3 separate regions of the Anser cygnoides genome follow, and all the other regions are linked to region 3. The links are chromatin contacts, called in public Hi-C maps. All regions are on one chromosome and are shown on one strand. The core of a region is the stretch at or near the end of the contact, and the rest is flanking DNA. Distances in the headings are between cores, read along the strand shown.

Evidence for each region. A called contact is a pair of places that touch in the nucleus more often than the background predicts.
Region 1: a contact with region 3 is called in a Hi-C map of liver, with 10 times the contacts expected there. The contact joins the promoter of PLPP6 here to the promoter of LOC106041535 in region 3. A contact is called at or near these places in 2 of 7 Hi-C or Micro-C datasets (both in liver).
Region 2: a Hi-C map of liver shows a contact between it and region 3, with 1.8 times the contacts expected there. The contact joins the promoter of ALDH9A1 here to the promoter of LOC106041535 in region 3. A contact is called at or near these places in 2 of 7 Hi-C or Micro-C datasets (both in liver).

Annotation. Positions count from the first base shown.
Region 1 is chr8:10,264,686-10,269,305 of Taihu_goose_T2T_genome, forward strand. PLPP6 (phospholipid phosphatase 6) reads right to left here and starts at 1,575. Exons shown (of 3, transcript XM_048080260.2): 1 at 1,478-1,575; 2 at 294-727. The coding sequence starts at 687. It overlaps FAM78B (family with sequence similarity 78 member B), which reads left to right and starts at 1,690. Exons shown (of 3, transcript XM_067001404.1): 1 at 1,690-2,108. The coding sequence starts at 1,846.
Region 2 is chr8:11,590,873-11,595,851 of Taihu_goose_T2T_genome, forward strand. ALDH9A1 (aldehyde dehydrogenase 9 family member A1) reads right to left here and starts at 1,641. Exons shown (of 11, transcript XM_048080212.2): 1 at 1,396-1,641; 2 at 730-875. The coding sequence starts at 1,576. TMCO1 (transmembrane and coiled-coil domains 1) reads right to left here. Exons shown (of 7, transcript XM_048080300.2): 7 at 3,275-3,628. The coding sequence ends at 3,530.
Region 3 is chr8:10,823,391-10,827,875 of Taihu_goose_T2T_genome, forward strand. LOC106041535 (flavin containing dimethylaniline monoxygenase 3) reads right to left here and starts at 2,299. Exons shown (of 9, transcript XM_013190066.3): 1 at 2,174-2,299; 2 at 1,936-2,073; 3 at 1-75. The coding sequence starts at 2,067.

The DNA of each region.
Region 1 (4,620 bases), core at 325-2,824, 560 kb before region 3:
GAGGTTTGGAAACTGGAGCAGCCATCCGGGTCCCACACGGGCACAGCGTTTGGAAACCGGAGCAGCCAGCCAGGTGCCACAGGGACACAGAGGTTTGGAAGCTGGAGCAGCCATCCAGGTACCGCACGGGCACAGCGTTTGGAGCAGCCATCCGCGTGCTGCAGCTCTGGGCAGACGTGCGAGCTGCTGGGAACCAGACGGCTCCCCCAGGGCTGTGACAGCCGGCTTTCCTCAGCTCTTCCCCATCCCCCGGGCCCCATCCTCCCGCCGCAGCGACCCCTTCCCGGCCTCACCGAAGAGCAGGTTGAGCAGCACCTCCCTGGCGGCCGAGCTGTCGCTCTGGCAGAGCCCGTAGAAGGTGCCCAGCAGCCAGGGGATGCCGTGCCCCGACACCTCAACCACCTTCAGCAGCGGGCGGGCGCTGCCCCAGGCCGAGGCCTCCCCGGCGCAGACTCCCAGGCGCTTGGAGGCCCAGAGGTCGACGGCGAGCAGGGAGCTGAGGGCGATGCCCACGAAGGACGGGTTCAGCCTCATGCAGTCCTCCTCGGGCAGCGGCGGGGGCGCGGAGCCCCCGGACTCGCGGCGGCGGGACGGGCTGTCCGGGGCTGCGGGGCCGTGCTGGCTCAGCAGGGACACGAACTCCGGGCGGCCGGCGCGTCGCTCGCGGTTGCTGCGAGGGCTGGGCATGGCGCCGGGACGGGGACGGGACCGGGTGGTGGCACCGGGCCTGGTGGTGGGACAGGACCGGGATGGGACCAGGCCTGGAGAGGCCAAAGCAGGTCGCCCACTGCCGGGCTGCCTCCTGCTGTCACCTCACAGGCCCATCCGACCCCGGTACCCCTCTGGTGCCCCCCAGGTACCTCCCCTGCTGTCCCCCTGTGCCCTCCAGTATCCCCCAGGTATCTCCCCGGTGCCTCCCGGTACCCCTCCGGTGCCCCCTGTACTCCCCCGGTGCTCTCTGGTACCACTCGGTGCCCTCTGGTAACCTCCCGGTATCCCCTCAGCGCCTCCCAGTATCCCCGAAGTACCTCTCCGGTGCCCCTTGTACCCTCCCAGTATCTCTCCGGTGCCCCCTGTGGTCACCCGGTGCCCTCCGGTATCCCCCAAGTATCTCCCCGGTGTCTCCCGGTACCCCTACGGTGCCCCCTGTACCCCTTCGGTACCCCTCGGTGCCCTCCGGTAACCTCCCAGTAACCTTCCGGTACCCCCTCAGTGCCCCCAGTATCGCCCAAGTACCTCTCTGGTGCCCCCTGTGGTCACCCGGTACCTTCCCTGTGCCCTCCGGTATCCCCCGAGTATCTCCCCGGTGCCTCTCCGGTACCCCCTGTACTCTCCCCGGTGCCCTCCGGTACCCCTCGGTGCCCTCCGGTATCCTTCCGGTACCCCTCGGTGCCCGCCGGTAACCTCCCGGTATCCCCTCAGTGCCTCCAGTATCCCTCAAGAGTCTCTCCGGTGCCTTCCCGGTACCCCCCCGTACCCCCCCGCTGCTCTCCGGTTCCCCCCGGTGCCGGCCCCGCCGCCGCGCTCCCCCCGCCCCGTCCCGCGCAGCGCCGCTTCCGCTTCCTGCCCCACGTGCCGCCCCCGGTTACCACGGCGACCGCGCTCGGCGCCGCCGCCGCCTCCCCCTAGCGGCGGGGCCGGCGGACGGTGGCCGGCGAGGGCCGCAAAGGCAGCGGCGGCGCCTTCGCCCTGCCGGCGCCGGTGCGGGCGCCGGCGCTCGGCGGCGGCGGCGGGCGGCGATGGCGGGGCGGGGGGGGGCCGGCCGGGGCTGCCGCTCGGCCCCGCGGCGCGGCGGCGGGTGAGCGCGGCGGCGGCGGCGGCGGCGGCGGGGAGGCGGCGGCGGCCATGGGCTGCCTGCAGAGCGTGGCGTGCAAGGCGCGGGTGCGGCGGGAGCAGATCGTGGTGTCCGACGTGTCCGCCACCATCGAGCCGGCCGCCACCGCCATCGAGGAGAGCTCGCCCGTGGTGCTGCGCTACCGCACGCCCTACTTCCGCGCCTCCGCCCGCGTCCTCATGCCGCCCATCGCCCGGCGCCACACCTGGGTGGTGGGCTGGATCCAGGCCTGCAACCACATGGAGTTCTACAACACCTACAGCGACCTCGGCGTGTGAGCTGGGGGGCTGCCGGGGGGGGGCTGTGAGGGGCGCGGGTCTGGCGGCGTTGCGCGGCGGGGACGGAGGCACCGGTGGCGTTACCTGGTGGGGACGGAGGCCCTGGTGTGGCTCCGTGAGGGGACGCAGGCGCCAGCGCAGTTACGTGACGGGGACGGAGGCTCCAGTGCCATTCCGTAAGGGGTCAGAGACCCCGTAGTGGTCCTGTGAGGTGACAGGGCCCCAGCGCAGTTACACGATGGGGACGGAGGCCCTGATACCGTTACCTGAGGGGGATGGAGGCAGCAGTGCCCGTACATGGTGGGGACAGAGGCCCTGGTGCCATTCCGCGAGGGGCCAGAAACCCCGGTGTGGTTCTGCGATGTGGCGGGATCCCGGCGCTGTTACATGATGGGGACGGAGGCCCTGATACCGTTACATGAGGGGGGTGCAGGCCCCAGTGCCGTTCCGTAAGGCTCCAAAGACCCAAAGCAGTCCTGTGAGGGGATGGGCCCCCAGCGTGGTTCTGTGAGGGCTCAAGGACCGCGGTGCCGTTACACGGTGGGGCAGAGGCCCCAGCACAATTCCGTGAGGGGACGGAGGCCCCAGTGCACTTCCATGAGGTGACGGAGGCCCCAGCACGGTTCCCCGCTGTCCTCCCTCGACGCCATCGCCTTGTGTTCCTTGTTGCAGCCCTGCTGGGAGAGGTTTGAGGGAAGTCGCTTGAAGGCTCCACGCAGGTGGCTCGGGAGGACGCCAAGGAGCAAGTGTGCACCCAGCCTGCCACCAGGGCACCCGCGCTGCCCTGGCGCTGGGCCGCGTTGGTGTGGGGGCTGCAGGCAGGAGGTGGCTGAGCCAGGGGCTCCGTCCCCACAGGCGGCTGCCGGGCGGTGCCACGCTCGCGGCCAGGCCTGTCCTCAGCCCGTCCCATCGGCCTCATTTCTCCTGGTTCCTGCCCGGGCGCTGCAGAGCCCTGATTTCTCTCAGGCAGGCAGGGGGGGCTCTGCGTGGCGCCGTGTGGGGTGCTCGCAGAAAGCCCTGTCGAGCCCGTGTGGCCCCACAGGGGCTGGGCTCTCCGGGCATCCCCCTAACCAGCACTGGCAGAGCTCCTCCTCTCAGCCCTCGCACAGTCCCCGCCGGAGGCAGCTCGCAAGGGAGCGGGAGCAGGTGGAGGCTGCCCTGGCAATCCTCTCCCTGGAAGTAGGAGGCACCTCGCGCAGCTCCGGGCTGCCCGGGCTTCGTGGCGGGGAGACACGGCGCTGGCGTGCCTTCGCCTGCGGTCCTGTCCCTGCTGGTGCTGTCGGGAGCGCCAGCTGGGGCTGGAGCAGCTCCCCCGGCCCCGATCTGCCTGGGGAGCGGGAGCAGCCGGCGCCGGTCCTGCCTTTGCCTCGAGCTGCTGAGCCTGCCCTGCCCTGCCCTGGCTGCCCTTCCTGAAAGCAGAGCCCCGCTCGGATTTCTCCTGGGTGCCAGGGGCTGCAGCAAGGTGCCGGATCAGTTTCCTCCGGCCTCCTGCTCTTCCCCAAGGGCACAGGGCTGGGACCCCGGGGGCGGCAGGGGGGCTGCCCTCTGCATGGCCCTATGGCCGGCGTGGGGTCGAGCTGCCTGGAGCTGGGCTCGGGCAGGGAATGCCGGGGATGACCCCGTCCTCACGCTTTCGGAGCGGGCAGGGTCATTTTGCACCACAGTGGGGTGCTGGGGGTGTGGGGGCGAGTGCAGGTTGCTGCTTCTCAGGGAGGAGAGAAGCCAGATGTCCCCTTGTTGGTGGCTTCGGAGCCCAGACCTGTGTGGAGCTGAGCTCTGACTCAGCAGGAGGCTTCAGCCGGAGCAACGTGTCTGAGAAGTTAAAGGTTTTTCTATTTATTCTCCTTTCTGTGATACCCAGCAGTGACGTTGCCAGTTTTTTTGGGTAAAGATACTGGCACGCTGCAAGCCTGACCTGCCTCGAGACAGAGACCCAGCACAACGCTGCACAGGTGATCCTTAGCCACCTCTCGCTCTGGGTGTGCGGGGCAGTGGCTTGAAATTTAAAGCGTGGGTTCAGCACCCAAAGAGTGTCTGTTTTCCCATTCTCAGGACTTCAGGAAAGACACCTGGGAGCTGGGCTAGGGCTCGCTGGAGCCGGGTGGCCGCTGTCCCCGCTCCCAGCTTGTAGCTGCCACGTGGTGATCCTCTCCCTTGCCGCACCCGCCTGGTGGTGTTCGTGTGGTCCGCAGCCAAGATTTTGGCTGGAATTTCCCCCCCCACCCACAACCCCAGCAGCATGGCAGGGATTTCATCACACCAGCAGCAGGCATAATTGTGATATTTAATTACTGCACATGTGTCTTAGCAAACGCCTATATTTAGGGGTGTAAAAATTGCAGACGGAGCTGCAGGCTGGGGGGAGCTGCTCCAGGCTCGGCGTGTGCGGCCGTGGCTGTGCTGCAGCTGACACACAGCGAGGGTTTTTTTTCTTCTCTCTTTTTTTAGATCAAGAGCTGAATAAGGAGCGAGTGACCTGCAAAAGGCTCAGAAATGAGTTTTGGCCCG
Region 2 (4,979 bases), core at 391-2,890, 770 kb after region 3:
ACAGCAAGACCAAAACCGACCCAGAGGACTTAGCAAAAGACGGGCAAAGCAGCAGAGTTGGGAAGCATCCTTTAACAGACCATCTCCCAGGCAGAAATATTACCCTGCTGCAGAAGTCTGGCAGAAAGAGAAAACAGTATTCTCATCGCATGTACACGCTGGGGCGAGGTCCGGTTTCTTACAGACCTGTGCCTCAACGGGGATTAACTTTGAAGTCCAAGAACGTGTTATCTCACATCTTACTTTGAGGTCCAAGAACGTGTTATCTCACAAACAAGTTTGTGACAAAGCTAGCATATCTGTATCCTCTCCCCACGCGTATTATCTGCTAAGGGAAAAAAAAAAAGCACTCCTACATTTTCTTATTGCTAAAACAACGTATGCTTCTGCCACGTGACAACAGGGTCCGAAATCCTAAAGTTCAAGAATGTGTCAGCTACGCAGCTTCAGCTTGTAAATCGCATGCCTTGCAGGGTCCTGACTGGATTGCTTCAGCTTTGTGTCTCCTGCCAGAATTAAGCAGAAAAGGTGCTGTAGCACACACCGGCCTTGAACTAAGACTGATAAGACTGGGTGCCCTGCCCAAGGCAACCAACTGTCTCTGCTGGTCAAAGGTGGGGTTTTACCTCCCCGAGCTCTGGAGGTGCCGCTGGAACCGCAGCCCCCAGCAGCCGCCTTAATCCACGAAAATGCTGGCAGACAAAACGTGACGCGAGCCCCCCGACATACCCGAATAATTCTGGCGGCCTCCAGCAGCACCCGGCACCGCTCCATGCCCGACATTTGGCTCCATACTTTAAAGGCAGCCTTCGCGCTCTGCACGGCCAGGTCCACCTCCTTCTCCCCGGAGCACAGCAGCTTGGCTATCACTCGGCCTGGGCACATTTAAAATGGAAACAAAGGAGATGTTCGTGTCAGAGAAAGGGCACAGAAAATACGATTTATCTTGCGGCAAAGATCTCAGTCCCACCACCCGCACCAGGCTACGAACGTAATGGTTCCAAACAAAACCCACTTATTTGTGACTGGTTTCTTGAAGAGGTGTTGTGGTTTAAAGGGCTTGCATTAAGACCCTTCTCCCACACCCATGTCCCAGTTACTAATTAGCTCCCAGCATCACAAATCTCTTCGCTCTCCCCCCTTGAGCTTCCGCCACCAGCACCCCGCTGTGCGTTCTTCGGCTCCGTTAGCCCCTCGCCACCTTGCATGGGGCCTGCCGAAACCCGGGCGAGGAAAAACCAATTGATTTGGAAATCATTTGAGCCAGACCCCGGCTGCTTCGGCGGACGGTCACAGCCAGTCCCAGGCTGCAGGGGCTGGGGGGACGTGGGGGTCGGGGCCGCCCCCCGGGACGGCCAGCCCCCAGCAGAGCCGTGTCCCCACGCGTGTCCCCACCTGTGGCCGGCTCGTACACCTCCTCCACCTGCCCACCGTCGGCGGGCTGCAGCCGGGCTCCCCCCCGGTAGTTGAGGGGCTGCTGCAGGGAGAAGGAGCCGGTGGCGCTGCTCATGGCGAGGCCGGGCAGCAGGCGGCGGAGCCGGGGCACGAGGGGCTGCAGCAGGGGCCGCGGCACCATGGGCCGGCAGCCGGGCTCGGGGCAGATCCGCGGCCCCGCTCGGCGGTGGCGGAGAAATGGGGGGAGCCCCCCCCCCCGAGCCCCGCACCGCCCCCCCCGGCAGGCCCGGCCCCGGCCCCGGGCGCCCCCCCGCGGCTCGGAGGGCTCCGGGGGTGTAAAAAGTGATAGAACCGAAACCGTTCTTCCTGCCCCCAAAAGGCAGGCGTGTACCCCCCCAGTACATTTTGTGGGTTCTTAGAATTCAGACCTCGAGAGTTGTTCTCCCTGTGTCAGGATTAACCACCCCACAGACCTGCTGCACCAAGCAGGCAGCGAGCCCCACCACAGCGACGAAGCCATAATTTTCGGGTAAGCTCTGGATGTGCGAGCGCCGCCCTCACAAAGCGGTAACACGCGGTGCGATGCAACATATCGCAACGTGTGCTCGGCCCAAGGCAGCGCGGGGCTGAGGCAGGGTCTGGGAGGGCAGGGTGCACGTAGCACCTCCCAGCCCCCTGGGGTGCACGCTGTCGTTGCACTCTGTCAGTTCGGCTCTCACAGCTCTCCCCACTCGCCCTGCTGGATCTGATGACCGTATGCTGCGGAATAAACTAACTCACCAAAGCTGGTGCAGCAGGTTTGGGAGTTTCTGGCTTTGCAGCAGGATCAGGCCATCACACAGAGGCCACACGTAGGAAACTGAGGACTTACACGACCACGGCTGCTCCCTGGGGAAGGCTGCACCTACACCAGATGCAACTGTGTCAAAAATGCAGCATCCTCGTGCTCCGTGCTGCTCCAAGACGTAGGATTTAATGTGGTGTTACACATGCTCCACACTGCCACGAGGCATTTCAGATTTATCCCCGTGCCCTGCACCTTGTCAAAGCCTCCTAGTAAAATGTTCTGTATTATATGCTTCTGGTCACAGAAGCGAGGAATCAGTAGCCCCTACAGGTACCACAACGCTTCAAGAAAGCCGTCAGTCTAACTTGAGAGCAGCAGCAAAATTTATTCAGCCCTTTTAAACAAGGCCTGGCCAACAGGACTGAACCAGGTAATTATTTGGCAAAGTGGAAGGCAGCATAGGGAACTTACTGGCCTATGAAGGAAGCATTTTTAAGATTCATACTGCTAAATGGACCGATGATCAGTAAACAAAAATGCAGCTGTCCTAACCGCTCAGGCAATAAAAAGGGTTCAGTAGCAGTGGGCAGCACTGATATAATCTAACAGTTTACTCATTAAACTGAAGGCCAGGTTTGTTTCTGCAGTTGAGCAGATTCTGCTTAAGTAAGCAACTTTAACAGAAGCTGCACAACGCTACAAATCTCTGTGGCACTGTACCCTGCCAGGAAGACACGGGCAGACATCCAGCAGTACTTGCAACCTCCAAGAGCAGCTTGGCACAGGGGCAGGTTCCTGGGCCCCCAGCCACGTGAGCCAATAAAAGAAAAAAAAAAACCTCACCGTGAACACTGGAAGTTACACACAGGAGAACTAAGCACACCTCCTTGCCCAGCTCTCCACTACACAGGAGTGCAGCCAGTAGGTCTAAGACAAGGGACGCCTCTCAGCACAACTGTCCCAAGTTTTCTAAGCTGGTTTGAAGATCTCGTTCGTGATATCTTAATTGATTTCCATGCCATAAACTGAAGCCAACTGTGCTACATGAAGGTAGTTCTACTTGTCCTACAGCACAATTAACAGACATCTAAATCAACATGCCCATGCCGTTTATTTCTCAGAAACACCAGAAACAAAAAGTCAAGTTATCTTCTGAGAACTTTCTTGGTTTGATGAGCAAACAGCTGCTGGTAGAATACTTCAAACGCGAGATGTTTCCAAGGCTGTGGCAGATACTGCAGAGGCTGGTTTTCGACACATGAAGCCTGGTGCAGAATCCCATCCTTCTACCTCCCCAGGGCAGACTTGTGCGGCTGTCAGACCTGCAGTGAAGGCTCTAACTGTGCTTTAGGAAAACTTCCCTGCCTGAGGTGGTGGGCCAAGGAAGCCCCCTGCTTGCTTGGTGGCAGCCCGGGACGGAGCAAGGCCGAGCATCTTCTGAATGTTCTGCAAAAACAAGAGCAGAGCAGCACGTCAGTAAGGCCGTGACAAGGGAGACACCAAAGAGGAAGAAATCCCAGCTCTGCCTGCAAGTGCAGCCTTCCTGCCAGCTTCAGCAGATTCAGGTCCTCACCCACAGTCTTACCAAACTGCCTAATACACGATGGACATCTGACCCCGCAAGTTCTAAAAATGCTTCAGTACAGAGCCAAACAACCATCACCAATGGCTACAGTTATAGCTGGGCCCCTCTCTTCTACCCCAACTGAAGCCTCATGACTAAATCCTCATTTTGGCTGAGGGCTCTTTCCCACCTCCAGCTACACAGCTGGCAGGCACAGCATTTAATAACTTTGTTAATTAATAACTTTGTTTAGGAGTTGGTGTCTTCAACCTGCAATAGTTACACTGGCAATTTAGCTGCAGCGTATACACAGAAGCAGGTTCCTAACGTGCTCACAGGCAGAACCAAAGCAGCCCTCAGTTTTCACGAGTTCTAGAAACCCCTGTCAATGGCAGTGCCATCCAGCAGAGCCTGAAAACTAGCGAGGAACAAACGCAGTCTGAATTTGGGTCAGCAACATGGCAACCGAAGCAGATGCCAAGTTCGAGCCGGACAGTTAGGCACAGAATTAATTTGCATGCTGGTGATGCAGACAAGAGCAGGGGGTTGGAGGAGACATACTGCGTAACAGGCCACATGTACCAAGAAACTGACTGCTGAAATGCGCTCCTCTGCATTCATGTCTGTATCTGAGCGGTTTAGGTAGAAAACAACAAGGGAGGAATTCAGTAGTAAGAGGCAGGCACTAGCTAAACACCTCACTACAGAGTATTTAAAAGTTCAAAGCTTTCCTGTTTTTTTGTGACACTCCCTTTAAAATCCGCAACAGTGCAACTACAGAAGTTCACTTTTCTTTTAGTTTCATCTAAATTTGCTTTGCTGCAAATAACTACAGCTCAAGAAGCTGCTTATGCAGTGCTGGCTAAACAAGGACGTCCGATGCAAGGGAAAGAAGAAAACAACTGTGCCCCCTCCTGTCATCTGCTGAGGGCTGGCTATCCAGACAACAAAAGGAGGAAGGAGGATTCTCTTCAAACCTGAGTGTCTTCCCCAAAATAACTGTCAGGACAGGTCAGACAACGAGGTCATTGAGTTCTTGAACTTTTTTGGACCATGGAAGGAGAACAACAAAAATAAAGAAGCAAAGCTTTTTAATTCTACAGTAACTGAAAAGGATCGTTCTGGGTAGAGACTAAGGAAAGGAAGGCCTCAGCCTGCACACACACACACGAAAGTAAAGGAGGGGAACACTGTGCAGGAGCGGCACCAGTTTTACAGTACCTGCTCAAAACA
Region 3 (4,485 bases), core at 1,049-3,548:
GTAGCACATCATCTCCTTGCACGAGTTGGTGAAGACGGTGCGGTAGATGCTTGCTCTGCCTTCCTCCACATGCTCCTGGAGGGGTACATGAGTAGAGGGCTGTGGTTAGAGGGGATGAAGGGACACGTGCTGCCCCAGGGGGTGTCCTCCGCTCCTCAAAGCCCAGATCTCCAGCTCTGGGTGAGCAGCACAGCTCGGGGAGCCAGCCATGGGCACCCTGGAAAGTCACAAGCCATGTGTAGGGAACACTAAGCCAACCTGGAGATGATTTTATCCAGGACTTCTAGGAGAATCTCAGAGCTTTGGAGGCCTGAACCAGGATGTTTGGCTCTCAGAGGGAGGGAGGTTTTCCCCTGCTATCCCCTTCCTGCCTGGCTAAGTAAGCCCCAGCCCCGTTCTTCAGCTCAACCTCACCCACCAAACCCAGAACCGAGGGCGCTGAGCACCCCAGAGGGTCTGCAGCCCTTTGCTTACCTTCCTCGTTTGCTCGCAGGCTTTGTGGGCTCATCCCAAAGAGCCATGCACAGTACGTCCCCATAATAACCTCAGATTCCCCTTTTTAGCATAATTTCTTCTGCATTTACCTCACAGAAGCATCATTTATGATGTTTTCTGTACTTAACCTTGGCCACATGCAGCTGCTGTTTTAAAGCTGAAGCATCTCTTCTTATAAACATCACTCGCAGAGCTCAAAGTGATTTTTCTCTCTGCTTGGCTGGAGCACACAGGGACTATCGCAGGCTTATTGCTCTACTGCTCAATTAACAAAATCCAGGCACCATGCGTGGCAAAGATAAATACTTTGTCTGTGAAACTGCCCTAAATCTGCTCTCCAAGCTTCTGGTCCAACAGGCCAAGAGCTTGTGACAGAGTAGGGGTCAGATCCCTGCCAAAAACCGCAGATTCCCACATGTACAAGATTGCACAGTGCTCTTGTTTGGATGCCACGGGATTCAAAGCTGCTATTCTAATGCTAATGGCATTTCTGGCTGGGATTTATGCCCCTCAGGACAAGGCGCTGCCCAGGTCGTACTAGGGGATGGACACACACCTGCAGAGGGGACAAATTTTGGGCTTCACCACCTCTCTGTGGATTCACCCACCTGGGAGGCAGAACCCAGCAGATGTGCAATGTTTTCCACTTCCTTAACAAGCCAAAGGGGTAATACATAAAGCAACATTTCACTCATGCAAAACTGTCACAAAATTGACTTTTTTCAGTTAAAAGTGGCTAAAAAAGCACCTGAAGAATGCTGAAGAAAACTGAAGAACAGAAAGTTATTTACATTAAATAAATAAATAAAATATATAAAAAAAACCCACAACTGTTTTATTTTAATCTTGTCAAATTAAGAGTCTCTCTGAGGGTTTTGGTTTGCCAACTTTCCTCAGAACGAGCAAGCAGATCAATGATTTGCTGAACCTGCTCAGTCCAGTGATTTTCCATCCCCAAAACATTCTGGGTTAAAATTTAAACCAACTCTTGCAGATACCATCACCGCCAGGCTGGGGCCAGAGAGACACCCCAAAGCCATCAAGTGCAGTAACCAAATCACCCCCTAAAAGCATAGACATGTCCTAAAGGGCCAGGTAGGAGGGCTTGCCTCAACCCAGGCATTTAGGAGCTGGTTACACCTGCGTTTAGGAGCCAGGGAAAGAAGCAGCTCAGGGGATAGGGTGCAGGACTGGGTCTAGCATCCCTCCTGAGGTCCAGAAAGCATCCAGAGGTCAGGCGTGACAGCTATAGGCTTTGTGCTTTGATCCGAGTCAAACATTTTGCATCACCCAGAACAAACTCTGTCCTCAACGCCTCCCCCCTTCACCTCCCCCATGCTTTAACCTGCTCAGCTCCTTTCCCTGAGCTGCTCCTGAAGCCACCATCCCCACCCCAAACCCTAACTGACCGCAAGGCCACGCGGCCCGAGCCTCTCTCACCGTGTAGCGCCACAGCCCGCCGATGTCCTCGCTCCTCTCGAAGCAGGTGGGCTCCAGCCCCTCTTCCAGGCAGCACTTGATGGCCGCCAGCCCGCTGACGCCCGCGCCGACCACGGCCACGCGCCGCACCATGGTGTCCTGTGGTGGGGAGAGCAGCTGTCACGGCGTGGGGCCGCCCGCCTCCACCCTGCCCTGCTCCCTACGAGTCCTGTGAGGTTTTCCATCCATCCTCGCTTACCTGTGCAGCCCTCAGGGAGGTGAGAGCCGTGAGCTGAGGCTGTGGGAGAAGAGGAGCTGGGGCTCAGGAGGAGGTTCCTGCAAAGAGCAAAGCTTTTATACAGCGCTGCTGGGGAGGCAGGGCCAGAGCCCGGCCTCTCTTTGGACGAGAGCGACTCGCGCTGCATGGACTTTAGCAACCCCCAGCTGTAACTTGAGGAGGAGCTGTGGGCTCAGAGCTCTGAAATTAGGAAATAAAGCCCTGGATTGAAATGGTTTCCAAGATAGAGGTCGCCAGGCGGCTGCTCCCAGTATCTCCAAAGGCACCTCTGCAAAGCGGCACGGCGACGCCCGAGTGGTTGAGAGCAGCCGATGGAAACGGGGGCCTCTCGCCCACAGGGCCACCGAGGAGGCTGTCTGGGGAGGCTCATCCTCAGACAGTGAAGAACTGGAGAAATAAGTAGTCCATTAACAATGTGTGGGCAGAGTAGATCTGGAGAAATAAGTAGTCCATTAATAATGTGTGGGCAGAGTAGAGGCGACTGTAGGAGCAGCAGACCATCAGGGAAAGCTGTGGTTTGTATCCTGCCTTCTCCCCTCGCCGCCATGGTCTCCACACACGTTGCCAGAGCCAAGCAGTTCCCAGCCACGTCACACAACGGTCCAGGTTCCCCAAGCACGGGACTTTCTGCAAGTAACTCACTGTCTGGGTTTGTTTTCTCTAAGTTCATATGGATTTTCTCTGGACCACATTTCCACGTTGCCTCAAATCCCCAGTTCTAATAAACAGGGCAAATGTGCCTCCGAGGACATCTGTGGGAAAGGACAAAACACAGGCAAGTGTGGAGAAGTGTGCTTGCAAGCCCAAATCCAGCTCCGCACTCTGCAGCGATGCTTAATTCATTGTGTGAGCCCATCCATCAAGTCCTGGCCTCCGGAGGGAGAACAGCTCAGCTGGTGAGTGCACGTGCTGGGAAGTCCGCGGGCTGCTGCTGCCGGAGCCTCCAAAGCTGTCGAAGCTGGACACTTAATTCATCCTAAGTTGACTTCAAATGAAATAGAATGGAGAATGCCAGAAAAATGATTGAGCAACCGAACAGAAGAAGAAATTGCTCATTTTTCCACTATCTAGCAAATTGGTTCGGGTTTCCAAAAGAGCAGTTTTGGAGTCACGATTAAGTGGACTTAATGCAAATAAGCTGCCAAGCTGGTCTCATGGATTCCCAGCCCGGAGGAGAGGTGGATCTCTGTGACTCCTGCAGGACTCAACCTGGAGGAGGAGGACTTCTGCCCATGAAAACATTTGTTAGAAAATGACACACAGAGGACGACAGTGCCTGCTCCGTGCCCTGGCACAGGGACAGGAGGCATCAGCCTACGGCAGAGGGAGGGGAACAAAGGTGCCCTCCTTCTCAGCTCATCATTTCCCAGCTGCCCTTTTCCTCAAAAATAAAAGATCTTGGATGTTTTGCTCCATTTTTCCTCTCCAGAATGGGAAAACACAAAGGGATGGAAAAAGCTTCAGGTGTGGAAAGGCAGAGAAAGAGAGAGAAGTTAGGATGTGCAATAGTCTGCAAAAAATATAGTTTTAAAAAATTAACATTTCTAATGGCACCAAAGTCCCTCTGCCCAACAGCTGCAGACTCCTGTTGGACTTTTTATCACGCACCACAGGAAAGAAGCAGCAGAAGGCAGCTCTCAGTCTCCAGAAGAGCAATAACAGGGTAAAAGCGGTCCCACCTACAAAATCCTCCTTTTCCAGCCCAAAGCTTTCTTTCACCAGCAGCGTGCTGCTGAGGTCGGAGGTGGCTTTGAGCACAACGCTACGGCTCCTACAGAGGGGACATCTCACAGGGACACAGCTCGCAGCCCGCTTTGCCTTTGTGCAAAAAGCTGGACCCACAGAGAGGGGAACATCGTCTGAAGGACAGGTCACGAAGGGCAGGATGCCCACGGGGAGCACAGCCCCCCGAGCTGCGGACAGGCTCCCGGTGCTGCTCGAGACGAACAAAATTTCCCCAAGGCACCGAAGCCTCACCGGGTCCCAGGGGCCAGCAGCCATCCCCTTTTGAAGCACAACTCCATTGTTCACCCATCTTTGAAGTGCCAAATGGGAAACATCCCGCAGGCTGGCGGGGCCCTGCACGCCAGGGACAATAAATCAGCAGCTGTAGGGCAGGAACTAGGAGCGCCCACCTCCCTTCTGCTCCGCACTAACTGCAGCCGAGCGCTTTCCAGGCAGATCCCTCATTTGTCTCGAGTGTGGTTAAAGATACATTTTTCATTTCCTTTTCTGCACCCCTCCCCATTTTTGTTTGCAGGCAAAATCCTTCC